4 separate regions of the Mus musculus genome follow, and regions 1, 2 and 4 are each linked to region 3. The links are chromatin contacts, called in public HiChIP or PLAC-seq and promoter capture Hi-C maps. All regions are on one chromosome and are shown on one strand. Each heading gives the region's core, a stretch centred on a gene start, on an enhancer-like site or on the middle of the called end of the contact. The rest is flanking DNA. Distances are from core to core; before and after follow the strand shown.

The links. Promoter capture Hi-C pulls out the DNA fragments that hold promoters and counts their contacts. HiChIP or PLAC-seq counts read pairs in DNA pulled down with a chosen protein or histone mark.
Region 1: a contact with region 3 is called in a promoter capture Hi-C map of neural stem cells. The contact joins the enhancer-like site here to the promoter of Cep162 in region 3. A contact is called at or near these places in 3 of 39 promoter capture datasets (the C10 cell line, neural stem cells and stem cell-derived epiblast-like cells), 7 of 484 Hi-C or Micro-C datasets (the G1E-ER4 cell line, the HL-1 cell line, embryonic stem cells and 2 more), 7 of 115 datasets of contacts at active chromatin or transcription factors (the 230-238 cell line, the SCID.adh cell line, embryonic stem cells and 1 more) and 1 of 9 other capture datasets (pancreatic islet).
Region 2: a contact with region 3 is called in a promoter capture Hi-C map of trophoblast stem cells, with 2.9 times the contacts expected there. The contact joins the enhancer-like site here to the promoter of Cep162 in region 3. A contact is called at or near these places in 12 of 39 promoter capture datasets (the 3T3-L1 cell line, 3T3-L1-derived adipocytes, the C10 cell line and 7 more), 2 of 15 datasets of contacts at CTCF or cohesin (pro-B cells and stem cell-derived epiblast-like cells), 28 of 484 Hi-C or Micro-C datasets (the AML12 cell line, the Ba/F3 cell line, the G1E-ER4 cell line and 17 more), 8 of 115 datasets of contacts at active chromatin or transcription factors (embryonic stem cells, epiblast stem cells, large pre-B cells and 3 more) and 3 of 9 other capture datasets (adipose tissue, embryonic stem cells and pancreatic islet).
Region 4: an H3K4me3 HiChIP or PLAC-seq map of bone marrow-derived macrophages shows a contact between it and region 3, with 2.7 times the contacts expected there. The contact joins the enhancer-like site here to the promoter of Cep162 in region 3. A contact is called at or near these places in 2 of 39 promoter capture datasets (neural stem cells and pre-B cells), 5 of 115 datasets of contacts at active chromatin or transcription factors (the SCID.adh cell line, bone marrow-derived macrophages, embryonic stem cells and 1 more) and 1 of 9 other capture datasets (adipose tissue).

What each region holds. Positions count from the first base shown.
Region 1 is chr9:87,112,844-87,120,323 of GRCm38.p6, forward strand. No RefSeq gene overlaps it. Among named protein-coding and RNA genes, the nearest start is that of Mrap2, 28 kb to the right of the region's middle. Within about 2 kb of position 2,763, at least 37 of the 459 cell types and tissues checked have an H3K27ac peak or open chromatin away from gene starts, as enhancers often do. A contact at or near this core is called in neural stem cells, where this site is marked.
Region 2 is chr9:87,079,511-87,086,653 of GRCm38.p6, forward strand. No RefSeq gene overlaps it. Among named protein-coding and RNA genes, the nearest start is that of Cyb5r4, 61 kb to the left of the region's middle. Within about 2 kb of position 5,516, at least 7 of the 459 cell types and tissues checked have an H3K27ac peak or open chromatin away from gene starts, as enhancers often do. A contact at or near this core is called in trophoblast stem cells, where this site is marked.
Region 3 is chr9:87,249,925-87,257,271 of GRCm38.p6, forward strand. Cep162 (centrosomal protein 162) reads right to left here and starts at 5,608. Exons shown (of 27, transcript NM_199316.2): 1 at 5,339-5,608; 2 at 4,008-4,124. The coding sequence starts at 4,064.
Region 4 is chr9:86,998,314-87,005,000 of GRCm38.p6, forward strand. It overlaps Gm36539 (a long non-coding RNA gene), which reads right to left. Exons shown (of 4, transcript XR_379680.3): 2 at 6,037-6,150. Among named protein-coding and RNA genes, the nearest start is that of Gm36539, 4.5 kb to the right of the region's middle. Within about 2 kb of position 1,823, at least 42 of the 459 cell types and tissues checked have an H3K27ac peak or open chromatin away from gene starts, as enhancers often do. A contact at or near this core is called in bone marrow-derived macrophages and neural stem cells, where this site is marked.

The DNA of each region.
Region 1 (7,480 bases), core at 1,513-4,012, 140 kb before region 3:
ATATTTATCTCTCTCTATATATACAATATTACACATATGTTATACATATATGTATACAACATATGTATTTTATATATTGTATACATATTCTATATTTACATATATGTTATATATACATACAACACATAAGTGTTATATGCATGTATACATACATATGCATATGTATATGAATATTATATATGAATATTTTCCGAACAAGAACAGGTTACATTCTATAAGGGGCACTCTGCTTTCAGTGTTTGGGAAAAGAACAATATTTTGATCCTGACATTAAAATAAGGGGGTATAGAAACTAGCTGGAGGTGGGTGCTAGGAGGGAGGCCAGCACAGAGTGGTAGCATGGCGCTTCTGGTATGGCTGTGGAGTGAGAGGAGAGGAGATCTACAACACTGCAGAAGGTGAGAACCACAGTTCCTGTTGTGCAGTTCCCACACCTGTGCTGAAGATTCAGGAGTGACTGATTAGACGTTCATACGATTGGATGTTATATATTTATAAGTCAAATTATCTTGGGCTCTCTTTAGCTCCCTTAATACCCACTTTTGTATCTGACCTAACTTCTTTATGATCACCACGAGAAACCTTTTGGAATGTTTTAATAGATCACTAGCTCCCACCGCCCCCAAACCTAAGGATGTCACAGGACAGCATCTGAGTCCTACAGCAGAGACATCAGGACTTCGCTAGAGCTCGGCTACCTGATGTTTCCACCAACATATTTGCAAGCTCCTGAATGTATGATGTCCTTTTGTTCTGTAACTATGAAAACCTCATGATTGTTGCTGTATTAGAACATAGAATTTGAAGCCAGGCGGTGGTGGCGCACGCCTTTAATCCCAGCACTTGGGAGGCAGAGACAGGAGGATTTCTGAGTTCAAGGCCAGCCTGGTCTAGAAAGTGAGTTCCAGGATAGCCAGGGATATACAGAGAAACCCTGTCTCGAAAAAAACAAAAAAAAACCCAAAACAACAACAACAACAACAACAATAACAACAACAAAGCATAGAATTTGGAACAAATATTTAAGTTTGTATTTCTCACCATAGCCACTCATGTTTGGCTCCAGAATAGCCCATGTCTCATTCCCTTTGAGGGGAGAACAACAATCAGTATATCTTAATAATTTAGGAGCTGTTGGAAAAGCAGAACAGAACAGCCAGGAAGGAAAATGAGTCCTTTAGAGATTACATCGAATTGTGCCAAAGGAGATAACAGATCCAGTGAACTGACAACTACTAGATAGGATCTTTGCTAGCTACACATCTAACAAAAGACAACTATTCAAAATATATAAGGAAAAAAAAATGCCAGGTGGTGGTGCCGCACACCTTTAATCCCAGCACTTGGGAGGCAGAGGCAGGTGGATTTCTGAGTTCGAGGCCAGCCTGGTCTATAGAGTGAGTTCCAGGACAGCCAGGGCTACACAGAGAAAACCTGTCTCAAGAAAACAAAACAAAACAAAACAAAACCTCCAAAACACAAAAAACAAAAACAAACAAACAATCAACAAAAAAACCCAAAATATATAAGGAACCTAAAAGAACAACTACCAAGAAATCAACCAATCAATCAATCAATCAATCAATCAGTCAGTGAGTCAGTCAATCAATGAGCCAGTGAGATAAACAGTTCTCAAAAGATGAGATACAAATGGCCAATAAGCATATGAAGACACTGTCAACACCCTTAGCTCTTAGGCAAACGGAACATAAAATAACATTGAGAATCCATCTCACCCCAGGTAGAATTGCTACACATCTTGATGTAGCTGTGTGGCAAAGTCCAGCCACTATGAAAATCAGTGCACCTCAAAAACTAAACATAAGATCACCATATGGCCAGTGCTAACATCCTGGATACTTACCTGAAGACTCTCCATTGAGATACATCAAAAATACTTGCACATCTGTGTTCACTGTGGACCTGTTTAAAACAGCCAGGTTGTAGAATTAGCCAGTCTGCCAACCGATGCATAGTGACAACGTGATGCAGTCAGAATGGAGCTACACTCAGCCATAAAGCAGGACAAGAGTCTGTTGTTTGTAGGAAGGCAGACACAAGGGGAGAGCATTGTATAAGTGAATGTAAATATTGTATTTTTTCTCATTTGCTCATTTTAGATTTTATCTAGATAAATAAAATAGTTTGTGTATAGCATATGAAAACATAAGCTAGATTGTGGCAATGCACGAAAATAAGGGAACTGGGGAGAAGGGAAAGATGGGAACAGGTAGATGTGGCCAAAATACAAGATGTACTTGTGTGAAAATGTTTCATGAACCCATGACTATTGATGAGAAGTGGACCTTTCTCCGGGGCTTGATGGGGAGATGATTCATACCTCAGAGCTCCGAGCCTTCCACCTCCATCCCACAGGGGAACTCACGTCATATCTGACATTGCAGCCATGGCTCCAGTCTCCCTACCCCACGTCTCCATTTAAATCACTGTGCACAAGTAAACACCAATACAAATATTTTTAAAAGGATCCCCAGATCTATGAATCCAGAACATTTAGGAATAGAGGACTTGCTGTGAAATGGAATCAACAACATAGGAAGGAGAGTGGATTTGACAAACAGGAAGGTCGGTGTGGTCAGTTTCCCCGGGGGAGGAATCCCACTGAGATTATTTGCAACTGGAGTTGGAGAGGGTATGAACAAATCATAAGGCTGATTATCCAGGCTGACCGGGCCACTGACTATCTGAACATCTGTGAAGAACCGGAGAGGATGATGTCATTGTCAAAATCCGTTCAAAGAGAAGGGGGTTGAGGAGGAGTGGCGAGCTGGATTTGTAAAGAAAGAATCTGTGAATTCTAGAGTGTCCATGGTTAGGGCTTTGTGTTATTTTGTCTGACTGAATGTAGCATTCTTTTTTTCAAAGAGGGGAAGGCATCTTGCTGGGGATGAAAAATGATTTTCTGTAGCTTGCTGCTGAGAACTCTGTTACCATAACAACCGATTTCTTCAGGCAGGAGGGAGGATTTGACTGTGCAGACAATCTACATGGGACTGTTGTGATTTCCAAGGGCAATCTTTACAGCCTTGTCAGCAGAGCTCCTGTGGTTGTGATTGTAATTGCGTGGCAGGTTACATTCTAGTTTAGGATCTCTAAAGGGCTTCTCCATTATTGACTCCTAGTAACCATACTGTTTCTGACCCATTATCAACAGCAAAGATCTGCAGGTGTTTATCCTATGGTGGCTGTGGTTAGTTCATCTTTCCCTTTGAGTTCTGTTTATGGTAAGAGTTAATGGCTCCCTTTAGGGTTTAAGTCAAACTAAGAGACTCACAGTGCCCTATGGCCAGCTATTATTGCACTCTGTACGGTGCTCCAAGGGTCTCCATATTCTCCCAGTGGAAAAATCTCTCCAGCAATCACTGGTGGGAAGTGAACATTTCACAGAGGTTTAGTGGGTGAGGTGGTTCAGAGCTCAGAGCTAAGCACCTTTGCCCTCCCTCCCACACACACACACCATTGCCTCAAGTGACTCATTGAATCCAGGACTGAGTCTTCTTTCCCCTCCACTCCGACCACCTTCTTTCTGCCCTTACTCCCTCCAAGTCTCCATCTCAGAAGACAGAATCACAGGCCACGATGAAGACCCCTCCATCTGGGGCTCCCTACAGCATCTGTCTTTTAAAAGTCCCAGTAAAGACAAGGCAGAGGTCATCATGTTGCAGATGGTAGTGGCTTCATCTGTGCTGTACAAACAAAATATTTGCTAGGATATTCCTTTCTTAGATGATAGAGGATATGTGTGTGTTTAATGAATTATTTCAGGCCTCTGCATGTCTGGTTTAAAGCCAGGTTTTATTGGTCTTTAATATGGAACACCTCTCCAGATTCAGGCCCTGAAAAAGCTGAGTATGGTTTTCGCATCAGGATCGTAAGTGCCGTGAAGGTAAGAGTCTTCCAGGGCTTTGTTCTCATCTTGCTGTAAGATTGTCTTTGCTGGGAGCAGCTCTAACTACTCTGTTATCTGCCATTAAGATGATTGTTTGGCTTAGTCCTCCCTCCATTCGACCGTGGTATTCAGACTTGAACGATGATCTTCCAAACTAAATTAATCATTTCTGGGAAAATATTTGCATAAAGAGAGATTGTAGAAGAGGAAATAGACAGGAAGAACTGATACATCTTCCATCTTCCATCTTCCACATCTTCCACAAGACCAGTGGTTCTCAAATTTGAGTCGTGACCCCTGGCAAATGTCTATCTCCAAAAAAATATTTACATTATGGTTCATAACAGCAAGAAAATTGCAGTTATGAAGTAGCAATGAAATCATTTATATGGTTGGGGGTCACTACAATGTAAGGAAGTATATTAAAGGGTAACAGCATTAGGAGGGTTGAGAAAAACTACACTAGATCTTATGTCCTGAACGTTCTACCACCATCCAATAGGATCACAGATTGAGACCCAACCCTTCAACATGTGGTTTTGGTAGGTGCTGAGCATCCAACTGACAGACCCCAGTAGTTATACATGTTTGAATGTGCCTGTGGCAGGGTTATATTTTGATGCATTTCTGAGAAAATTGAGAAAACCATTAGACTCAGAATCCGAGACTGTTTAGGCTAAAGGAAGCCTTTCTCTCCTCTTACTGTTTTTAAAAGAAGGACAGTGACTAAATTGGGTCTTGCATTATTAAATATTTTGGCACAATGAGAATTTTCCTCCAAAATTGCTTATCTTGAGCTGTGATTGGCCTTTCAAAAAGGTCTACATATGTTATGTTTAAAACTTGATGAGTTTAGAGATAATTATATGTCTCCCATAAATCTGCTCGCTACTTCCAAGGGTTTTTGCCCATTATTTAAAATGTCCTTATTATTTTTGTGCGTGTGACATGAATAATTAAGATCTGACCATTTAGCAGAATTATAAATATAGAAAAGAGTACTATTAGCTGTAGACACTTCAGTGCACAGAAGACCTCTGGGGCCAATTCATCTTGTGCGACTGAAGCTTTGTCCCCTGTAGCTGTCATCTCCACATTTCTCCCTCCCTCCTCACACCTGTTAACAGGTATCATTTTGCTTCCGTGAGTCAATTAAATTTGTTCTATACCTCCCATTACAAAGTTCTCCCATTACAAAGTTCTTGTTTTCTCATCTTAGTTTCATTTGTACTGTTAACAAATGGTGGGATGGATTTCCTTCTTTTTAAAGATTGAAGTCATATTTCATGAAATGTTTTTTCTCTACCTGTTGTCTGTCAATGGACATTTAAGTTGCTTCTATGTTATCTTAGTCCATTTTAACTGCTATAACAAAATACCAAACTGGGCAATTTGTAAACAATAGAAGTTTATTTCTCACAGTTTTGAAGGAGAGGGCAGTCAGGTGGACTTACCAGATCTGGCATCTGGTGAGGACTGCTCTTTGCTTCCAAGATTGTGCCCCCATGGCTATATCCTCTGGGGAAGGAGCAGAGACAGACAGCTGGATACGCTGTCTTCATGAAGTGGAAGAGGCAGAAGATAAAAGGAGAGGAAGGCAGCTCTCATGCATTGATTGCTTCCATAAAGTCACGAATCCCACTTGTGGGAGCCCCATTCTCATGGCTTGATGAAATCTTAAAGACTGTCTCTTAATACCTTCTCATCGACTGATTTTCAACATCTGCAATTTAGAGCAGACTTGCTCACTGGATTACACCACTCTTAGCTTTTGCGCACAGTCCTATATGAACAGAGCCCCCCTTTTTGAAGAAGATCAATGAATGAATCAGGGCTCTATATCTTTAAAATATTTGGCACAATCGTAAAAGAAGGAAGTATTTCAGTTCCTTTGGATGTGTGCCCAGAACAGGATTCTCTCCACGTTCTTAGTCAGATGCCATTAACAGGTAGAGTTTTAGTTCGTTTGAGCTGTCTGACATGGGAGCTTGCACACCAGTAAAACAGGGAGGAAAGCAGTATGCGGCCTTCTAATAAGGGGGATGGCTGAGGGATGAGAACTCAGGACGTGAAGGGGAAGGTGCATGTGTGCTTGTGCTTGTGTGTGTGTGTGGGGGGGGGGGGCTGGGGAAGAGAAAGGAAAACAGGAAGGACCAAATACCTAGTTAGGGTTGGAAGGTAGCAATAGATCAGTGCAATCCAAACCAAGAAAGCGAACAGCCATGAAGGGAAGCAGAATGTTGAGTAGCAGATGGACCATTGACTAAGATTGCCTTTTGAGACTGTAGTATTCTCCAGATACAGTGTGTTAGCAAGTTTCTTATTCAGAGCTGAAAACTCTCTCCTTTTGTGAGTGAGGAGGGAGGCTTTAGTGGATCGAGTTCTTTGCTGTGTTGCCATAGTTATGAAGGAATGGCAGGTGCAGCCCAGCTCTGACGATGCCCCTGGTCTGCTGCCACGTCCCTCACACAGGTGCAGAATCAACTACACTAAAAGAGCACAGGTGTTACTAGGTGACTCAATGTCCCAATAAATCATAATTAAAGCAAATGAACTGGTAGCCCAAGGGATTCAGGTGTTAGAACAAGGCTTTGGAGATAAAATATGAACCCAAAATTTGAATTTGTGGATGGAAATGGCAAATGAAGCATAAGATAAAATATCTTTTTCTGACATGGGAGGAACTCAGTATCCTAAATCAAGGCTTCATACAGAGCTGCCACTTCATTTAGTTTAAAATTGGAGATGCATAGTTTGGTGGTGGTGAGGAGGAGGAAGAAGAGGAAGAGGAGGTAGGAACATTTCAAGGTTTTTGTTGTTCCTTTTACTTCTTAATGACATAAACCAAAGTGCTAAGATAAATGAGCCATGAAGCCAGTTTGGAAGTTTTGAATATAAATGTAATCAGAAAACACCCACACACACCATCACCTTCAAGCAAGCATGTCAGATAGCCGAGGGGGCTATAATGTCAAAGCTGCTGACACTGTACTTCTGTGATAGATGAGTCCTATGTGTTCAGGACCTAGTCAGTCCACTCCAAGGCTTGCAGTGGATTCTATTCCTGAAGAAATACACACAGTTGAACTTCTGAGCTCGGCAAGGTAGACGACTCCCTTAATTAGCAGGGCTTCTTCCCTTACCTTGTCTGGGGAATTCTAAGCCCCCACACATGCTTCTGTCTGAGAAATGTCACGTAGCCTCAATTAGATTATAGGATCCATTTTCTTTCTCCTGATAAAACCTGTTCAGCTAGCACCAGAGACTCCTGAAATGCTTCCCCATGCTAACGAGGCCATTCCAGGTACCCTAACCCCCCAGCCAATGATCTTTGTCCATCCTGGATGGCCCTCCTCTCAGTCCCCAAAACTTTATAAGCCTTCAGTCACCCTAAGTAAAGTTGATCTGCCTACTGATGGTTGGTCCCGTGGTGGTTCATTCAAAGTAGGTACTCTCAGGGCTTCCGACTCCCCTCCCCCTTGCCGTCCCTGTGCCCACTGTCTTCATGGGTTATATCAGCCTGCATGATCCACGAGAGCAGGGAGACCCATAGAGCAGACCTTTTTTTTT
Region 2 (7,143 bases), core at 4,266-6,765, 170 kb before region 3:
CACTCCTGATGGCTTCAACTCATGTCCAAGGCCCTCTGAGGGTGGGTAGCACCTTTCAGCAGTCCAGCTTGTCCCTCGTGTTGAATTGATTTGCTCTATTGCTGCAGTGAGCCTTTATGCTAATGTCAGAACCAGTGTGTCAAAACTCAAGATCATTGGCTCTCCAGGAAACTTCCAGGCTTTCAGTACCAGACTGAGACTGCTGACACACTCAGCCCTTCAGCCTTATGGGCTGAGTGGCTGCCAGGCTCTTGGCCTTCTCTGCAGTGACAGACAGCTGCAGTAGGACAACTCCAGTGCTTCAAGGACCAAGCAGCTGCTGGCCTCTCAGGTATAACTCAGATGTTATTTAACTTAAACTGACTTAGTAAGTTCTTTATCTCGTGTGTGTGTGTGTGTGTGTGTGTGTGTGTGTGTGTGTGTGTCCCATTGGTTCTGTTCCTTTAAAGAACCTCAACTAATATACCAAGTAAGTTCTGGAAATGGGGTCAGGAGGCTTGCGTGTGGATCTCCAAGTGCTACTCTAAGAAGGCATTAGACCAATTTTCAAATAAAGAACAGGCACAGCAGTAGTTCACATACTGCATCTGTCCCTAAGGACCAGTCTGGGCTAATAGGTCCTCTTTCAAAACTAAATAAACTTAAAAGCCCTATATAGGATTTACCCAAACTCTACTGTCCAGACAGACTCCTCTTTCCCCAGTTCTTTTTTTTTCTTTCCATTTTTTATTAGGTATTTAGCTCATTTACATTTCCAATGCTATACCAAAAGTCCCCCATACCCACCCACCCCACTCCCCTACCCACCCACTCCCCCTTTTTGGCCCTGGCGTTCCCCTGTACTGAGGCATATAAAGTTTGCAAGTCCAATGGGCCTCTCTTTCCAGTGATGGCCGACTAGGCCATCTTTTGATACATATGCAGCTAGAGTCAAGAGCTCCGGGGTACTGGTTAGTTCATATTGTTCTTCCACCTATAGGGTTGCAGATCCCTTTAGCTCCTTGGCTACTTTCTCTAGCTCCTCCATTGGGAGCCCTGTGATCCATCCAATAGCTGACTGTGAGCATCCACTTCTGTGTTTGCTAGACCCCGGCATAGTCTCACAAGAGACAGCTACATCTCGGTCCTTTCAATAAAATCTTGCTAGTGTATGCAATGGTGTCAGCGTTTGGATGCTGATTATGGGGTAAGTCAAGAAGAATGAAGACTGAAGTGTGGACACTATGCCCCTCCTTAGAATTGGGAACAAAACACCTATGGAAGGAGTTACAGAGACAAAGTTTGGAGCTGAGATGAAAGGATGGACCATGAAGAGACTGCCATATCCAGGGATCCACCCCTTTCCCCAGTTCTTGAGGCCGGCTCTGCTAAATTACTTAGTTCATAAATCACCGGTGTAACTGCCTGACAGGAAAAGTATCAGCTCAGGACTCCCAAGATCTCAGCACAAAGGAGATGTATTTGCCCCGGAGGGACAATGAGGAAGTGGCAGGGAGTAAACCTTAGGGCTAGCTTTAGGAATGTAATTTAAAGGTTCTTAGAAAGGCAGGGGAATGGGAGAGAAGGCATTAGCAACATGGAAGTTTGGGAGTGGCCCAGCAATTGAGCTGTTTAAGGTATATTTAAATATAAGGCCGAGTGTGTGTATGTGTCTGTGTGTGCGAGAGTGTGCCTTTTCATTGGGGAATCCAGAACCTCAGAACATTGGGGTGGGTAGTGAGTCCTGCTGCGCCACTGTGGAAATTAGAGCAAATTATCTGCTGCAACAGTCACTATGTTCAAGGTTTATCTAGCTCTTAAAGATAAGACCATACTTGAACTTTCTGGCAGAATACATAAGAACTTTTGCAGAAACGGTTACTTAAAGAAAAATAGAATACAAATTAAACAACAAAATGATACACAGGTGCAAAAAGAGCATGCATGCATGCACTCATGAAGGGGCAGAATATTTCACTCACTTACTTTGTAGCCCAGGCTGCATTCAGATGCTCCATCTCCATGCCCTTGCGTCCAGAAGGCTGAGATTGCAGGTGTGTACCGCACTAGGAAAGTGTATCTTCTCACAAATCAGAGCTTCATAACAAATTCATTTTGATTATCTATAACCTAAAATGAACTTGCTAAAATGGCTCCTGGTAGCTTTATGGTTTTAATACAATTTTCTAGCATCCAATTAAAACAAAATACAGTGGTGCATGCCTTTAATTCCAGCACTTGGGAGGCAGAGGCAGGCAGATTTCTGAGTTCGAGGCCAGCCTGATCTACAAAGTAAGTTCCAGGATAGCTGGAGCTATACAGAGAAACCCTTTCTCAAACCAAAAAAGAAAGAGGAGGAAGAGGAGGAGGAGGAGGAGGAGGAGGAGGAAGAAAAGAAAAAAAGAAAAGAAAAGAAAAGAAAAGAAAAGAAAAGAAAAGAAAATATGGTGGTTTGTGAGTTTTGATCACTAAGCCAGCTGCCTGTGCATATCTCTATTTCCATTACAGTAGACAGGATACCAACCATAGCTCATGCTCATACACATGTAGTCATATGCGAACTCAATAGCAAGCCCTAAAGTCCAACCAGTGAACTCTTATATGAACCAAAATGGCAAGCTTTGTGCATGCAGATAATTCAGTTTTCTGAATTTGTATCGCATATATTCCTTATCCTTTAATAAAGACATTTTAGAGGGGTTAAGCAGGTGGCTAATGACACAAACAGGGTTATGAACACGTAGACACGTTCATGTGGTTTAGTGAAATACAGGCAAAATAGTAGAAGTTATAGTTCTCAGCACCAAAGCAAATAAAAACCCTGCAGCTTTGTGTGCGCTTGGCTCTGAAGGAGGAACAGACCACGTCAATTCTGGACTCTGTCTGTTATTTTGGAATAAATGGGGACTTGGAGGTGAGCCTGTGAAAGATCTAGATATTTTGTCCCCATCATAGACCGAGTTGTGCTCTGATTTTAGATGCTGTCATTGGCTGTGTTAATCCATGGGGATTAGACAGTGGGGGAGTGTGTTCACTATCCTGTCTTTATTGTGTCTTCCTAGGCGGCTGTGTGGACCCCATTACAAGTCTGTTTCCTCCCATTTAGAACATGCTTCGAAGAGCAGTTCTTTGTGTTTCACAATGGCTGTTTAAATGAGTCTTCATTTCTGAATTTTTCAGTGAAGCACATTCAGGTGCTTGATATGATAAAGACTCCCCACGTTCTTAGCAAGTTAATACTTTATTGTACAAAACCTTCAACAGGCAACTTGAAGACTAGTCTTGAGAAACAAATCAGAAAATCCCAGCAGAGCATCTAGGCTTGTTTGCACTGCTACATTTCATATTTTATTAATATGTACACTTACGTTTTAAAAATCTAGGATTTATTATTCCAAGCTACATGTGAGGTGGGGGCCTCTGTACACAAATCATCAGAAGAAGCTGCAATGGCTCATGGCCAGGCCAGAAGGAACAACAGATTCCACAGCCAGAGCTCCTAGCACATGGGTGTCTGGGGAAGCACACTGAGGGACGGACACTAGCCCACTGGGACATGTGGCTCTGGCATGTCTTCCCTTCTTCCCCATTCCCTCTCCTGAGCTAGCCACCAGGTCTATTCCCTTATTTGGCCACTGAGTTTCTGGTGGGATGTAATTCAGTGGGTAGGATGGCTCCCTACCCTGGGCAAACAGAAATGACAGTTTCCTTCAAACAGGAAAGACATCATCATATGCACAAGGCCTTCCAGAGATGTGGTGTAGCATTCCTGTGGGAGCAGGGTTCAGGCTAAACAGTCTCCTCTTGCTCCTCTTGTCTGGAATATTTAATAATAACAGCTAGTATTGGTGTAATACTTTTTGATTAGGAAAATAGTTTTCAACAGGCCTTCAGCAGCAGGCAGATGGGCAGGCGCTGGCAAGCAACTGTCTAACAGCAAAGGTAGGCAGACAACTGTGCTACTAACTGGATGACATCTTCAACCTACCAAGGAGGGTTTTCCTCTGTGTGTGTGTGTGTACTGAGCTCTTCCTCCTTTAAGAAGCTAATATGCTAATAAGTAAAACACATAAAGTTGATTGTTCTAAATCTGGCCATACCTGTACGTATGTATGTATGTGTATATGTGTATATGCATGTGTGTATATATATATATATACTCACATATACATACACATACATATATATCCAATATAATATATATTGGATAAACTCAGGTGAGTACAAATATTACCATGAACACTTTTTAATATTTGAAGTATTTACTAATATTTTTTCTTAATGTACATAAAAGTGGCCTGAATGTTATTTTCTTTCTTTTATCACCCCAACCCGATTTTGATACCAAAGTCATATCAGCCACATGACATGTATTTTGGGGTGTGCAATTGTCTACTTCTATTTATGATATAGTTCTTCCAACAGAGATCTACTTGTTCCTTCAGTAGCTAGTGGCTATCACCTAAATAACTTTTATCAATATTTTTTAAAACTTGATTCATTTTCTTTAATATTTTAAAGTCTGTCTGGTTTTGTGTTTTCCACTTTTGAGTCAGTTTTGCTAGGTATTATTTATTTAGAAAATTATTTGCTTCATCTAACTTTTCTAATGAACTGAGGGAAATTATTAAAAGTATTTTTTTTTTATTTTTTAGGACCAAGAATGTAACTCAGTAGTAGAGTTCTTACCTAACAAGGCAAAAGGCCCTGGTTCAACCCCCAGAATGACAGACACACATGTGTGCATACACACACAGACAGAGCAGTTGTGTTGTTGCTCCTTTTATGTCTGTTTGCTGATGTTTTGGCTGTAGTATGGCCTCCACGCAGCTGAGGCCATTTTGACCCATTCTCTCTCTTTTTAAAAAATCATTATTTTATTATTCTTTGATCGTTTTTTACAACCCAGTCGTTTTCCCCCTCCCAGTTCACCCTCTGACAGTTCCTCATTCCATTCCTCCTTCCACCTTGTCCCACCCCCCCAAGTCTCCCAAGAGGATATTGCCACCCTACCCCCTCTCTACCAGACCTCCCCACTCCCTGGGGCCTCAAGTCTCTTGAGGGTTAGGTCTGCCACAACAGGCAGGCCTCTGCTGTCTATGTGTCAGAGATCTTATATCAGCTGGTGTATGCTGCCTGGTTGGTGGCTCAGTGTCTGAAAGGATCTCGGGGGTCCAGGTTAGTTGAGATTGCTGGTCTTCCTATGGGGTCGCCCTCCTCCTCAGCTTCTTCCAGTCTTTCCCTAATTCAACTACAGGAGTTCCCAGCTTCTGTCTATTGGTTGGGTGTAAGTATCTGCATCTGGCTCTTTCTGCTGCTTGTTGGGCCTCTCGGAGGGCCACCATGCTCAGCTCCTGTCTGTAAACACACCATAACATCAGTAATAGTGTCAGGCCTTGGAGCCTCCCCTTGAGCTGGATCCCAATTTAGCTTTAAGAAGCTAACATTCAAAAAAAGCAAACAATGGCCGAGAAGCACTTAAAGAAATGTGCAAAGTCCTTAGTCATCAGGGAAATGCAAATCAAAATGACTTTGAGATTCTACCGTACACCAATCAGAATGGCTAAGATCAAAAACTCAGGTGACAGCATGTGTTGTCCAGAATGTGGGGAAGGAGGAACACTCCTCCATTGCTGGTGGGATTGCAAACTGGTACAACCACTCTGGAAATCAATCTGGAGGTTCCTCAGAAAATTGGAAATAGATCTACCAGGAGACCCAGCTATATCACTCTTGGGCGTATACCCAAAGATACCCCACCATGCCACAGGGGAACATGCTCCATTATGTTCATAGCGGCCTTATCTGTGATAGCAAGAAGCTGGAAACAACCCAGATGTCCCACAACAGAAGGATGGGTACAACAGAAGGATGGGTACAGAAAATGTGGTACATTTACACAATGGAGTACTACTCAGCTATTAAGAATTTGACCTGCCCTCTTTCCCATCTGCACTGATATCTTTCAAGGTTTAGCTACGTTAGTGGTTTTTGAAGACTGGATCTCTGGCTTTGTCAGTACTTTTCAGTTTTACTCTTTCCTTTGCTGTTATTCTCTACTGTGGCTGCTCAAAGGACTCCTGTTCTCCCAGAGAAGGATAGAAGAGGGAGAAAGAATGTATAATATATTTGAATTAAGATTAAGTTAAGGAAGCTGGCCAGTGGTGACACACGCCTTTAATCCCAGCACTTGGGCAGCAAAGGCAGGTGGATTTCTGAATTCAAGGCCAGCCTGGTCTACAGAGTGAGTTCCAGGACAGCCAGGGCTACACAGAGAAACCCTGTCTTGAAAAACAAAAACAAAAACAAACAAACAACAACAACAACAGATTAAGCTAAGGAAAACAGGCTGTCGCTCCCTCTGAGAAGGGCTAAACTCAAGCTGTTTTGTTATTTTTTCGATTTTTTTTTTCTCATTTTAGTTTACTTTCTCTGTGTGGGCTTTTTGCCTGTGTGTATTTCAGTGTGCTGTGTCCATATGGTATCCACAGAGGCCAGAAGAGGGTGTCAGATCCCCTGGGACTGGAGTTAGAGGTCACTGTGAGCTGCCCTATGGGTGCTGAGGGTCAAACCCCGATCCTCTGGAAGAACATCCAGTGCTCTAAACCTCTGAGCCGTCTCTCCTACCCCTCAAGAGGATGGTTTTCAATTTTCTTTTGTGCTGTTTGGAAAGCCCTATAAGCTATGTTCTAGGGGAATGTCTTAAGAAAATATTGCTTTTTTATTGCATAGCAAATTTCTATGCAACATCAGGGGCAAGAGGAAAAGGACTTTCTGTTTTCTTTAAATGCTCTGACTTACCTTGTGGATGCTACATCACAAGGGGCAGAGCAGGTGAAGGAGAAGAGAAGAAAGCTGAGTCATTTCTGTAGTAAATCACTTTTGGAAGGTAGAGGGGCTCATTTTGCATCTACCACACTCCCTAACTGTTCCCTAACAAGCCATTACGTGCTGTTGGCACATCTCACACAAGTGAGAGCAGGGTTTCTCGGGCTCCAGCGTCTGCAAAGCACAAGCAGACTGGAAGGACTTAGGAGAGTGTCTTGTCTTTACCATCACCCACCAATTTGTTCCCTTTAGTGACCAAACTCTGAGCTGGTGTCTCTATCCCTGTGTTAACCTCTCTGTTTTAATCAAGAATAAGGTTAAAATGGGTGATACACC
Region 3 (7,347 bases), core at 4,358-6,857:
CCCTTAGTACTCATCTTTAATCCCAAATAATGAAGGTAAGTTAGCAGAAGGAAGCACAGATGTTTAAAAGTGATGTCTAACTGAGTGGTAGAAAAAGTGACAAATCAAAGACAGATTTGAGAGAAGAGGATCTGCCCAACTCTCATGAGAGGCGAGAGGAAAGGGGAGGTACTTATGGGGCAAGACAGACAGTACAGGAGAAGAGAGTCCAGTACAGGAAAACAGTAGAGTCTGTGGAAAGCTGGACAGTAGAAGGGGAGAGTAGAGCAGCACAGAGCGGGGGAAGGAGGCAGTTTTGCCAGCAGAGTTTTAATGAGATGGGCTGAAGAGAGAATAAGCTACACAAAGGTGAAGGCAGAACAAGCCAGAGAGTGAGAGGGAGCCAGAAGATTAGAACAGATTGCTAGAGTTAGTCTGAGGCCGAGCAGAAGCCAAGAGAAAAGCCAGATTGAGGCAGGCAGCTGAGAGAGGAAGTTGATCCAGAACAGCTGAGTTGAACAAGCCAGAAAGTACAAGAGAGGGTGAGTAATATTCAGTAGCAAGTCTCAGAGGCTGCAAACATTCTAGGCCTACCTAGATTAGAGTGTATGGAGGCTAGAAGCTTCCAGGACTAGGCCTAGGTTAGCAGTAAGCCTCAGAGATGACAGTTACCTCAAGCAAATAAAAGCCACTCTTATTGCCTTCTTTATCCTTTTCCATTCTCCTTCTGTATGCCCTCACACATGCCTTCTCAGTGTCAGGATCTGCACCTGGCTTATCTCATTCTTTAAAAAAAGAAACCTCTGCATGATACTGGTACAGCGACAGACAAGTAGACCAATGGAACAGAATTGAAGACCCAGAGATGAACCCACACACCTATGGTCACTTGATCTTTGACAAGTGAGCTAAATCCATCCAGTGGAAAAAAGACATCATTTTCAATAAATGGTGCTGGCACAACTGGCGGTTATCATGTAGAAGAATGCGAATTGATCCATTCCTATCTCCTTGTACTAAGGTCAAATCTAAGTAGATTAAGGAACTCCACAAAAAAACAGAGACACTGAAACTTATAGAGGAGAAAGTAGGGAAAAGCCTCGAAGATATGGGTACAGGGGAAAAATTCCTGAATAGAACAGCAATGGCTTGTGCTGTAGGATCGAGAATTGACAAATGGGATCTCATAAAGTTGCAAAGCTTCTGCAAGGCAAAAGACACCGTCAATAAGACAAAAAGGCCACCAACAGATTGGGAAAGGATCTTTACCTATCCCAAATCGGATAGGGGACTAATATCCAATATATATAAAGAACTCAAGAAGGTGGACTCCAGAAAATCAAATAACCCCATTAAAAAATGGGGCTCAGAGCTGAACAAAGAATTCTCACCTGAGGAATATCGAATGGCAGAGAAGTACCTGAAAAAATGTTCAACATCCTTAATCATCAGGGAAATGCAACTCAAAACAACCCTGAGATTCCACCTCACACCAGTCAGAATGGCTAAGATCAAAAATTCAGGTGACAGCAGATGCTGGCGAGGATGTGGAGAAAGAGGAACACTCCTCCATTGTTGGTGGGATTGTAAGCTTGTACAACCACTCTGGAAATCAGTCTGGCGGGTCCTCAGAAAATTGGACATAGTACTATCGGAAGATCCCGAAATACCTCTCCTGGGCATATATCCAGATGTCCCAACTGGTAAGAAGGACACATGCTCCACTATGTTCATAGCAGCCTTATTTATAATAGCCAGAAGCTGGAAAGAACCCAGATGCCCCTCAACGGAGGAATGGATACAGAAAATGTGGTACATTTACACAATGGAGTATACTCAGCTATTAAAAAGAATGAATTTTTGAAATTCCTAGGCAAATGGATGGACCTGGAGGGCATCATCCTGAGTGAGGTAACACAATCACAAAGGAACTCACACAATATGTACTCACTGATAAGTGGATATTAGCCCAGAAACTTAGGATACCCAAGATATAAGATACAATTTGCTAAACGCATGAAACCCAAAAAGAACGAAGACCAAAGTGTGGACACTTTGCCCCTTCTTAGAATTGGGAACAAAACACCCATGGAAGGAGTTACAGAGACAAAGTTTGGAGCTGAGACAAAAGGATGGACCATCTAGAGACTGCCATAACCAGGGATCCACCCCATAATCAGCTTCCAAATGCTGACACCATTGCATACACTAGCAAGATTTTGCTGAAAGGACCCAGATAGAGCTGTCTCTTGAGAGACTATGCTGAGGCCTAGCAAACACAGAAGTAGATGCTCACAGTCAGCTATTGGATGGATCACACGGTCCCCAATGGAGGAGCTAGAGAAAGTACCCAAGGAGCTAAAGGGATCTGCAACCCTATAGGTGGAACAACATTATGAACTAACCAGTACCCCGGAGCTCTTGACTCTAGCTGCATATGTATCAAAAGATGGCCTAGTCGGCCATCACTGGAAAGAGAGGCCCATTGGACACACAAACTTTATATGCCCCAGTACAGGGGAACGCCAGGGCCAAAAAGGGGGAGTGGGTGGGTAGGGGAGTGGGGGGTGGGTATGGGGGACTTTTGGGATAGCATTGGAAATGTAAATGAGGAAAATACCTAATTAAAAAAAAAAAAAAAACCTCGAAGAGAACGCTTATGAGAACCTGAAACCCAGGGGGGAAATGACTCCCCCAAAGAGTGATAGCAAGTGGGATCCAAATCAACTGAGGACTGTCCGCTTTCCACTGCTGCATGCAGCCATCCAACTAGGAAGATACGAGGGCTGCCATCTAAACCTCTGAATTATCATCAGTCTGAATGTCCGGTATCTCTATCACTTTCCAGTCAGTCTTTAAACATACTACCTCATTGAAACATTCCATTTCTTGCTCCTGAACCCCAGTTTCTTTGTCTACATACAGGGATAGAACCACTGACCATTCCGTGTTATGGCAAAGATGAGAAAGACAAAGGATGAGTATCCGCCCTTCCAATCAAGATTTTCTTCACCGCTTTGCAGGTTATTATCATCCAACGGAACCAAATCCCTGGCCCTCAGATAGTAAAGACAATGAGAATCAAGGCCTTCATAAAGGAATACATGGTTGGTGGGAATAACAGAGCATACGACTAGCCAATTTCATGTGTAGGCAAATATTGAGAAGAGATTCACATACATCCACACTCACACTTGCGTGATTATTAAGAGCAACATTATTCATGACTGTCCAAAATGGAAGGATCCCAAATGCTGTCAACTGACAACATATAAGCATTATATCCACAAAATGGCAAACCACTCTCTGAAAACACCATGCTAAGTAAAAGAAGCCAGACTTCAGAGACCACACATCCTAAATGGTTCCATTTCTATGAATATCTGCAACAGCCAAACTTGGAGACAAAGCAGTAAGGGATAACCCAAGGCTGGAAGGACAAAGAGCCAAGAGTAATGGTTAAAGGATAAGGGTTTCCTTTTAGGAATGATACAGGCATTCTGCAACTGACTATGGTGAAGGTTATATAATTCTAAAACAGTTGTCATACAAACTTTAAGTGGGTGAACTGAATGGTTTATGAATTGTAACTGAAGAAAATTAACTTTAAAAAAAAATTAGGTTGAACCACTCCCTTATAACCAGAAATTGAGCAAAATATTTGTTCAACATGGTTCTCTTTCTCTCTCTCTCCGTCCCTTTCCCTCTCCCTCTCTCTCTCTCTGTGTGTGTGTGTGTGTGTGTGTGCATGTGTTTGTGTTTGCATGTGAGCGCGTGCACACATGCACCTTGGAGGGAATGCTGCATTCACTGGGACCGCTGGGTAGACTGGGTGAGAAGATGGCATTGAGCTAACAGGCAGCAGCATTTGAAATGAGTCGAACTGAGGACGGCTGGATAATTCTGTAGGTGCAGGTAGAAGGGATGAGCTGATGGGGTGGTTTATGTTTTCAGAAGAAAGCACTCAAGGATGGATCTTACAAGATGAATTTACAATAAATATTACAATAAATACAGCTTGAGCTTACCTCCTTCATAAACCGTTCAAATTCTTCATCAAGGTCTACTTTGAAATAGTGAGCCATGGTTAGTAATTTTCACGTCACAAAGCAAGTATCTTAAAATTATTCACAGCATTGGAAACACTAAATGACAGAAACAGATGGAAAAATAAACACCTCTGGAGGAAAACAATCATTAAACATCATTAAAACAACACTACTTTAAACTTCAACTTCTCAAGACAGTTTTATATATGTACACACATATATATGATGTAACTTGACAGTTATATTGCAATTACGAGACACCATTGGAGGTCTAATTCATTGAAGCTAACTGACTTGGGAAAGTAGCTTATGAAGTATGTCTTCTCAAGGTTGATCATTACATTTCATCCAGTCGCTAAGAGGTGGGCTCCAGGATCTTTTCCACTGTATATGTATTTGTCTCTGCTAATACCTCTCAGAATCCAGGTCCTCACAGAGAATATTAAAAAAAAAAAAATTAAAAGAGCAGGAGTGGAAAGACTAATATTTTTTCTTGTAAAGCACAGTATACAGGTTGTGCTTCCGGATTCACGTATTTTCAAATTAAGGGTTTTGCAAAATAGACTTTCTATAATCAGGATTTTTTTCCAGACATAAACTAAGTGAATTTATAAGACTCAGAATATAATAAAGAATTTAGTGGTGCATCCCAGAGATTTCTACACTTAGGAGACAGACAGCTCTTTAGTTGGGAGGTTAGCCTGAGTTACAAGCCTGAATTTCAGGTTAGTCTGAGCTATATAGTGCAATCCTGTCTTAAAACATCCCCAACGAGCACAGAATACCCTTGGAAGTTAATGACACACATTAACTACTATTTATGTTTCTCTTGAAGCAAAGGCAGGCTAAAAGAAACAATGCCGCGAGCACCTTTAATGGGATCTAGTCAAGTTGTCTCAAAGCTGGACTTCAGCTAGGAGAGGCCATCTTCAGATCTGTCCTAAACCTTTGGATTTAACTCTTTAGGGCAACACGAACAAACGCTAGTTTTCTTTTCTAAGGGACGGCAGCAGGTTTGCCCACCATCTTTCAGTGGAATACTTAGTGCTTTTATTTGCATTTTCGACTAAGAGGTCTTAGGGTCAGGATGAGGAGTTGGACAAACAGGTTAGTCAGAGGCAAACCCCACGAAAGGGCCCTCAGCTCAGTCCAGGCTGCAGGAAGCGCAGATTTGGGGGCTAGCTCGAAGCAAAGACTTGGAGTCCCGACAGAGGAGCGGAGTAATGCGCAAAACAAAGTTCGGAGACCCTGCCTGAGGTACAACCTGGAAACAACAACAGGGTCGCAGACAGCCACAACGCCTCACCTACCTGCTCCTGGGAGCCCGCGCTCTCCCGGAAAGTCCCGGCGAGCGGGCTGTTGTCAGGGCAACAGACCCCTACAGGCGGGCTCCCGGGTGTCACGTGATCCTGCCTGCCACGTGACCCAGGGAGCAGCCAGACAAGCTGTCAGTCTTCTGGTGACTCTCAAATAAAGATTGGAACCTTCACGGCTCTGCAGGATGTGGCGGCCGTAAGGGACGTGGGCGCGGCAGCAGTGTGCACATCCCGCTTTCTCTTACTCCCGGAAATCCCGAGCTCAGCTAGCCGGCCGGGAAGACCCAGGCGCAAGCGCACCATCTAGAGCCAGCGCGTGGCTTTCTGGGAGTTGTAGTTTAGTCCCTTTGTGCTCGTCCTTCCGCAGCGAGCTGCTCTTCTTTCCAGCCTTTCCCACCCTTTTCATTTGAAGGCTACTGTCCAGGTTGAAAGTTTTAAAAACGGTGTAAGAGGGTTGATTTCCTTCAAGTAATAAGCCTTGTGTGGGTGTTATGAGAAAAGTACAAATGCATTAGAAATAATTCCGGTGTTAGAAGAGATGTCCGCCACCCAGTGGACAAGCATTTGAAAATACACAATACCAAGATTCTCAGTGAGAGCCTTGCACTAGTTCAGCAGCTCTGGTTTTTCTGGTATCCTGCTTTTCAAAGCTCTCTTCTGCAGTGGTTTGCTTGAGTTTTTATTTTATTTTACTTTTTTACCCGCTCTCTCTCTCCTCTTTCTTTCGCTCTCTGGATACGTATACACAGGCACACCAAATCAGAAGACAACATTTTGGAATGAAAGTAAAATCTTCAAACAGTAAAGGTCTTTGCCTCTGGTATACATAGTTCTGTACCTCCTTTCTGGCCTGAACTTTTCACTCAACAATGCATATTGACATCTGAGTGTGTACAAGCCAGAAACTATCCGATTAAAATGCAATAATAGAGACCTGTTTTAAGCTACCATTTTAAGCTTGGTGAGAGCATTATGTACATTATTTAAATTTTACAATTTACAAGTCAACTTAATTCAGCTTATGGCTTTTCTTTTAGTACATACTGAATTGAGCACATTCCATGCCCTATAGACGTGGGTTCCGTGAAGCAGACAAGTAGCCCAGACAACTGTTAAAGGAGTGCGGCAAGAAGAGCTATGGTGGCTAGTCATGTACACAAGCTGAGAAAGTTGGGGGATTTTTTTCCACTTGAGGTCTCATTTCAGTCTCACTCACCATAGTTATTTTTTACCATCAACTTGTTAGGGTCCAAGATCTTGGGAGAATGATACCCTAAACTAAGTAGTATGCAAAAGCAAAGAATGTTTATTCAGCAGAATTTCCTGCAAGGAGGGGTCTCCTCATTCAGGAATGGACACATGTAGTGAGTGGGCTTGCAGGCCTAGCTTTTATATTTGTCAGTTAGGGGAATTCCAGGGAGGAATTTGTGCCATTTTGCCTTGATTGGTTAGCTCTATCTCTAGAAGTTTGACTGATTCTACAATTGGTTAGGGCTCTGGAGACTTCCCAGGTTTGGGGTGGGGAGGGATCTCTTATCCATTCTAGATACCTATTCTTACTTCAGGCCAGATGACAAGGTGTCCACAGATTGGCTGCCTGTGGCTTGGTTTGCTGACCACAGGTTCCTGGACTTAGGGTCTCATTTCTGGGAAACAGAAAGTTAGGCCTCGTCTCCCAAACTGTTAGTTTATTTTCACCTTATCCATCTTTCGTTAGATTTTCCAATTCAGCTTTACCCGCACCAGACTACTAAAACAATTCTTGGTGGGGGTTGCTAATTTTCTCATAGGGTGTTGCAAGATTGTAGAAAACAAATTTCTATGACATAACCTTAGTTAATATGAAAACCCTATTTGTGCTTGTTCTAGATTTCCCTTTGAGCTCTAGTGTTCTCTTACGCGCGTTTGCGACCGGCCAGGAAAGACGCAACAAGCCAGAATCTTCTGCGGCAAAGCTTTATTGCTTACTCAGGAGCAAGAGAGGAAGAGCGCGGCAGAGAGAG
Region 4 (6,687 bases), core at 573-3,072, 260 kb before region 3:
ACTACCCAGGACGACATGAATGTGGTTGCTCTGGGAGATCAGGGACTGGTGGAGGTACAGGTGGTTGTGAGCTACCTGGTGTGGGTGTGGGGAACTGAACTTGGGTTCCCTAAAAGAACAGTATATGCTCTTAACTGCTGAGCTATCTTTCTTAGTCTCTAGATTTGGTAAGATCCCCTAGCAGTGGCTGGGTTGAGGTATAGGATAACTACAGGTCTTAAATCTTGATACTGTAGTGAGAACGGACCATCTGACAATGGGTCTCGAATAGCAGTGCCCTCCACTGCAGCACTCTGACCTTTTGCAGAGATTGTTATCCTTGCTCCATCTTTCTCTATTTAATGCTTTTCAGCCACCTTCAGTTTGTGCTTCTAGCAAATTCCCCACTGGCGAGCAAAACGCAACTTTGATGGAGCAATTGGTGACAAGATAGAAAGCTACAAGTGGGGCAGGGAGAAGCAATGTCCTCACCCTAGTAAAAGAAATTGGTTTTCAGGTGGCTGGGGATGGAGGGAGAGACTAGTGGGAGAGATGACTGGAATGGGGGGAGGGGGAGGGTTGGGAGCAAGTGGAAGCCTGGTGTGAGAGAAAACTCCATGGAATCTAGAAGGGGTAACTCCAGCAAAGTCTCCTAGTAATGGGGAGCCTAGGGTCTAAAGGAGCCATCCTTTATAACTAGGCAAGGCCTCCAGTGAAGGAATTGGGACACCAAGCCAGCCACAAACCCTCCTACCTACAATTTGTCCTGCCTGCAGGATGTGCTGGGACTGGAGCCTAGCATAACCCTCATCAAAGAGACCAGACAGACCTCATCCAGCAGCTGATGGTAGCAGATGCAGTCTCACAGCCAAACATTATGTGAAGCTCAGGGAGTCCTGGCAAAGAAGGATCAGAGGACCAGGGTGATCAAGGATACCACAAGAACACAGCCCACAAAATCAACTGACTGGGACTCAAGTGAGCTCCTAGATATCAGGGAACTTCTATGGGTCTAATCTAGGCCCTCTGCATATGTTATGGTTATGTGTGTCTGTGTTCTGGTGGGATTGCTAACAGTGGGAGCAGGACCGATCTCTGACTCTTTTGCTTGTCTTTGGGATGCTTTTCCTAATACTGGCTCACCTTGCCCAGCCTTGATGTGAGAATACATGTCTGGTCTTACTTAGCTTGTTATGTTGTATATAGTCGAGGTCCTTTGGAAGGCTTGATCTTTTCTGAGGGAGGTGAAGTGGGTTGGATCTGGTGGGGGTGGGGGTGGGGAAAGGGGAAGTCTAGAGGAGAGACTCAGGGGAGGGAAGGGAGAACATAATATACAAGAGAAGAATAAGTAAAAGGAAAAAAGGAAAATTCACTTTCTAGATCCACTTGTGATTCCTACCAATTTGTATAAGAACCCACTATACTCAGCCCCAGGAGGCATTGTGTATGATTGTGACATAGTAAACTTATTGTGATGTTCTTAAGGAGACTCTTATATAGAAACCAGCTTTTGTGGTATCTTGCTAGAATTAACATTATTAAGGAGGGGAAAAATCCTCTCTAATTTCTTCTTTGGCAATATGTCAGTATGATCAGATTAGAAGGAGGATTCAGTTCTGATCTAGATGAGATTCTCTTGATTCAGCTTTAATATGACTTAAGTTTAATGATATAAAGAGAGAGAGAGTCTAGAAATGCAGATTGAACAGGCTTACTTTTCTCAGTTCCCTAATAAATGCTGCTCAAGGGATGGTAAGGAAACCAAAATAGGCCATGTGCACAGACACAAAGGGAAGAGGAGGGGATGGCGGGCCATGACTGACTCATCCCTGTGAAGAAAACTGACACCAGAGCAGAGCCAGCAGTGGGAGACAGAAACAAGCTGACTCATACTGCAGAACTCTGGGGAGACTCAAGAAGGGAGCTTTGGGGTTCCTGGGAGAATGAGAATTTGAGGAGACATTTAAATAGAATGGGATGAGAGTGCATTACTTGCCATGGTAAGATACCTTTCCACACAAAACGGGAACATCCCCCACTGTCTATCACAGTGGCACACTGGGAAGGTCAACCCTGATAGCTCTCTGACTCAGAGCACAGCAGGCACAGCTGAGGGACTGTCCTGAGATAATGGGGTCATTAGTTAACCTACTATCTTGAAATGATGGGGTCACTAGTAAACCCATCCTAAGCAAGCATTATGCACTCAAATTCAGCTCTACTGTGGTCAGTTGGTTGCCATATATATATATATATACACATACATACATTTTAAGATTTTCAGTACCTAAATGCTACTATTGTTGAAGTCAAATATATCCCCCAAGGATTCACACTTTGAAGGCTTGGTCACCAGCTTTTTATGCACAGGGATGTGGTAGACCATTAAGAGATGAGACCCAATGACAGGAATTTAGGTCCCTAGGGGTATGCCCTTAAAGATGTCAAGACCTTAGTCTTCCTACTACTACTGCTACTACTACAACAACTACTACTACAACAACTACTACTGCAACAACTACTACTACTCTTCCTCTTCCTCCTTTTCTTCCTCCTCCTCCCCTCCCCCCCAATACCTCCTCCTCTTCCTCCTTTTATTCTTTCCTTGCTTCCTGGCTTCCAGGCACCATGCATTTCCTGCCACAAGCTCAGAAGTCACAGGGCCTCCTGGACATTGAGTGAAACCTTTGGAATTATAAACCAAAGCAACCTTCCTCCTTATCAGTTGATTATCTCCGTTTGTCATGACGGCGAAACCTGACAACATGACAGTTATCTGCTCCAATATCGTTGTTCTTGGATGACAGTTACAAATACAATTTCAGGGTCTCTAGAACCAAGAGCAACTCTTCTCTCTGAGAGTTAGAAGAGTGCATGGCCGTGAACCATAGGAAAGGAGCCTGGCTCTCTGCAGACCAGCCATCTGGAAGCTGTGCCTTCTAGGTAGTATCTCAGGGCTCCCCACTGGCTCTTGGTTACTTAATAATACAGTGACTATAAGCACAATCCTGGAGTCATGTTGCTTGAGACCAAACTTAGCTCTGTCATTTGTCTGCTAAGACAACCTACTTCCCCATATGCTGGTTGCATTGTATAAAAGAGTTTAAAAAGTCTTGCACATCTTTGGTGCAGATACCGAGAATTTACTACTACTACTTCCTCCTCCTCCTCCTCCTCCTCCTCCTCCTCCTCCTCCTCTTCTTCTTCTTCTTTTATCTGTAAGCATTGTGTTTCTCTCTGTGACAGTTAGTTACTCTTGATCAGCAGCTTGACAGAACCTGGAGTCACTGAGGAGACATAGCTCTCACATACTCCTGGGAGGCTGTTTTTAGAAAGAATGAACTGAGTGGAGAAGATCCTTCTTGAGAATGGGCAGCACCTTCCAATGGGTGGCCCAATACTAAACGGGATAGGGACTGTACTTTTGCCTGCCTTCACTTGTTCATGAGTGAGAATGTTTGTCTCTGCGGCTGCTGCTGCATCATGATGATGATGACGATGATGATGATGACGATGATGATGATGATGATGATGATGATGATGATGTTAGTGCCATCCTCTCCTGGCTCCAGATACCAGCTGCTTCTGCCTTCCTGTGTGGAACGTCATTGATACTTAGGAACAAGGATTTCAGCATCAGACTCAGACTGCTGAGGCATCCACCTTCATGGCCTGAACAACTACAGAGGTTTCTGACTCTCCAGCAGATAGATGGCCATTGTTGGAAGGCCAAGTCCTTGTTACATAAAGGCAGTCTTTAACACTTACATGTATATATTTATGTGTATGTACTTGTATGTGTATATGAATATATATATACATATATGTATGTCTCTGTGTGTCTCTCTCTTTGTGTGTGTAATGGTTTGAATATGCTTGGCCCAGGAGTGGCACTACAAGGAGGTGTATCCTTGTTGGAGTAGGTGTGGCTTTGTTGGAGGAAATATGTCACTGTGGGGATGGGCTTTGAGACCCTCCTCCTAGCCACATGGAAGTCAGTCTTCTAGCTGCATTTGGAACAAGAGGTAGATCTATCAGCTTCTCCAATTCTATACCTGTGTGGAGACTGCCATACTTCCTGCCATAATGATAATGGACAGAACCTATGAACTATAAGATAGCCCCAAGTAAATGTTGTCTTTTATAAGAGGTGCCATGGTCATGGTATATCTTCATAGCAATGAAACCCTAAGACACACACTACACACACACACACACACACACACACACACACACTCGTTGAACATATATGTATTAATTGAATACACATATCAATCCCATTCCTGTGAGACCCCCCCAGGTAGAGTTTTAAGGGATTAATTCAACTAATATCACCATGTTAATTCTCCCATTATCATGAGCAAAATGTCTGCCAAAACAACAACAACTTACAATGGAAAAGATTTATCTTAGCTCATGGTCTCAGGGAAAATAGTCCCTTGCACAGAAGTGGCCCATTCCAGGCGAGATGAACTTGGCTCAGCTCCTCACATCCTGGTAGGCAGGAAGCAGAGGGCTCAGGTAGAACTTGAGCTGTACCGCTTTCGAGGCCCACTCCCAACTACTCACTTCCGCTAACTAGGCCATGGTCCTACCCTTCCAAAATAACACCATCAAAGGCACTGGGTGGTCTGGCGCATGAGCCTGTGGGGGACATTTCACATTCAAGCTGTAACACTCAACAGAATTCTATGACTCAGAAAACTGTGACTCAGAGTATGATCACTAGATTGTTTTTTAACCTAAACACTAGAGGCCCATGGTGGCTCCTAATGTCCTAGGAGGAGTGGTGGAGCTAAGAAAGCATAAATTTGAAATCATACTAATAGTAGTAAATGTGGGCACCTCCACATGATCCCTCATTGATCACTACTGGAAAACAACTGGACCAGTTCATGGTTCCATATTGATCTCAGAACAGGAAGAGAAGAGGTATAAAAGGCAGCATGTGACCATTGGTGAATATTTGAATAATGGCTGGGAATTAGGTAAGTCGTTTTATATGAAAGAGATTGTCCTTGATTTTAGAATACAGATTGTACTAGGGCTCTTGAACAGAGCTCAGCACACGTACACACACACACACACAGACACACAGACACAGAGAGTGTACATGCAGGGGTTATGGGAGAGACAAGCATGGGAAAAAAGATTCACCAAGTTACGCTGGAGGAGATGGTCATATCAAACTGGGGACCAGGTAACCTGCTACATGGCAGAACTTAGAATAGAATAAATAACGGGATGGTTAAGTTGTGAGCTAGTTGGGGAACAGAGCCAAGGCTTTTGGCCTAGACATTTACTCATCCATAAGAAGTCTCAGTCATTGTCTCGGGGAGCATGACATAGGTGGCAAAGCCAGGTGAGGGCAAGCAGGCAAAAATCATTTCCTTTTATCTGGGCTGTCACCAGAGGTGCCAGCTACAGAGGGATAGGTTTTCCCCTCTTTGAATAATGTGATCAAGAATCCCTCATAGAAATACCAGCACTTGGAGTTTTAGTTGATTCTAAATGTAGTCAAGTTGACAGACAAGATTAACCCAGACAATGGAGTATTTAGAAGTAAAGGGAGGTGAACTCTGTAACTTACAACCAAGAAGTTGAAAGGGAAAATGAACATTAAGGTACAATTTATCTAGGTGTCAGGATTGTTTAAGAATGAATGAACCCAGAGAAAGATAGGCTTTGTTGTGGCATTTTCACATACATGTGTCTAATTGTGTTCTGACTCATCTCCCTACCTGACTCATGCTCCGCCCTGTTCTGGCTGGTCCCTGTCCTTCCCCGTATTGTCCATTGCCCTCTCTTTTTCCTCATCCCTTAAGACCTCTTCCTCTCCTCTCCTGACCCTCTTTCAGACTGTATTACACACATGTGCACAGATACACACACACACACACACACACACACACACACACACACACACACACTTATGCAATGAGTCCAGTTCTCTGTAGATATGAGGTGACTATATGAGGGAAAATAAACAATTTTTCTTAATTCCCTCTAAGTCTCAGCTGTCACCAAACAAGTAGCATTAAAGAAACCAGGACTCACGTAGGTAGCATCATCATCTCTGTGAGGTTCCGGAGCCCGTTCTCCCCTAGAGGGTGGCCGCCATCAGCGTGTCCTCCTGATCCTCGTTGTCTTCACAGCGTTTCAACTGAGGAACTAACAAGGATTCTTTTTATAAAAAGTGACTTCAAGATGTTCACCAGTAACCTATGGAAATTCAACCTATAGTTGTGCTTGCCGAAAATATTACAGTAGTATTTGATTTTTTTTTCTCCCCCTCGTCTTCCAGTTTGCTTAAATTGTGAACTTTCCGATTATGCTTTTACTTCCACAGTATTTTTAAGTAAAGGATAATGAAGTATCATGACTCAGCAGGACAGGCTGTAAAATCCCCAAGCCCTACTGCCTTACAGAAGCAGAGGTTGCGGCAAGAGAGATGGCTTAGCGAATACAGTGCTCTCTGGGCAAGCAGGATGGCCTGAGTTCACTCCCCAGTGTCCACGTGAAAAGGTGAATACACTGTGACTCAAGCCTGTTCTGCACCAAAGAGGGAGAGAGAGGATGCTCCCTGGAGCTCTCTGGAAAGATGCCTGGACTGATTGGTAAGCTCCAGATTCACCGAGGGACGCTGTCTCAGAAAACAAGGTGAATGATGATAAGACAGCTGACCTGGCATTGATTACAAGATTTATT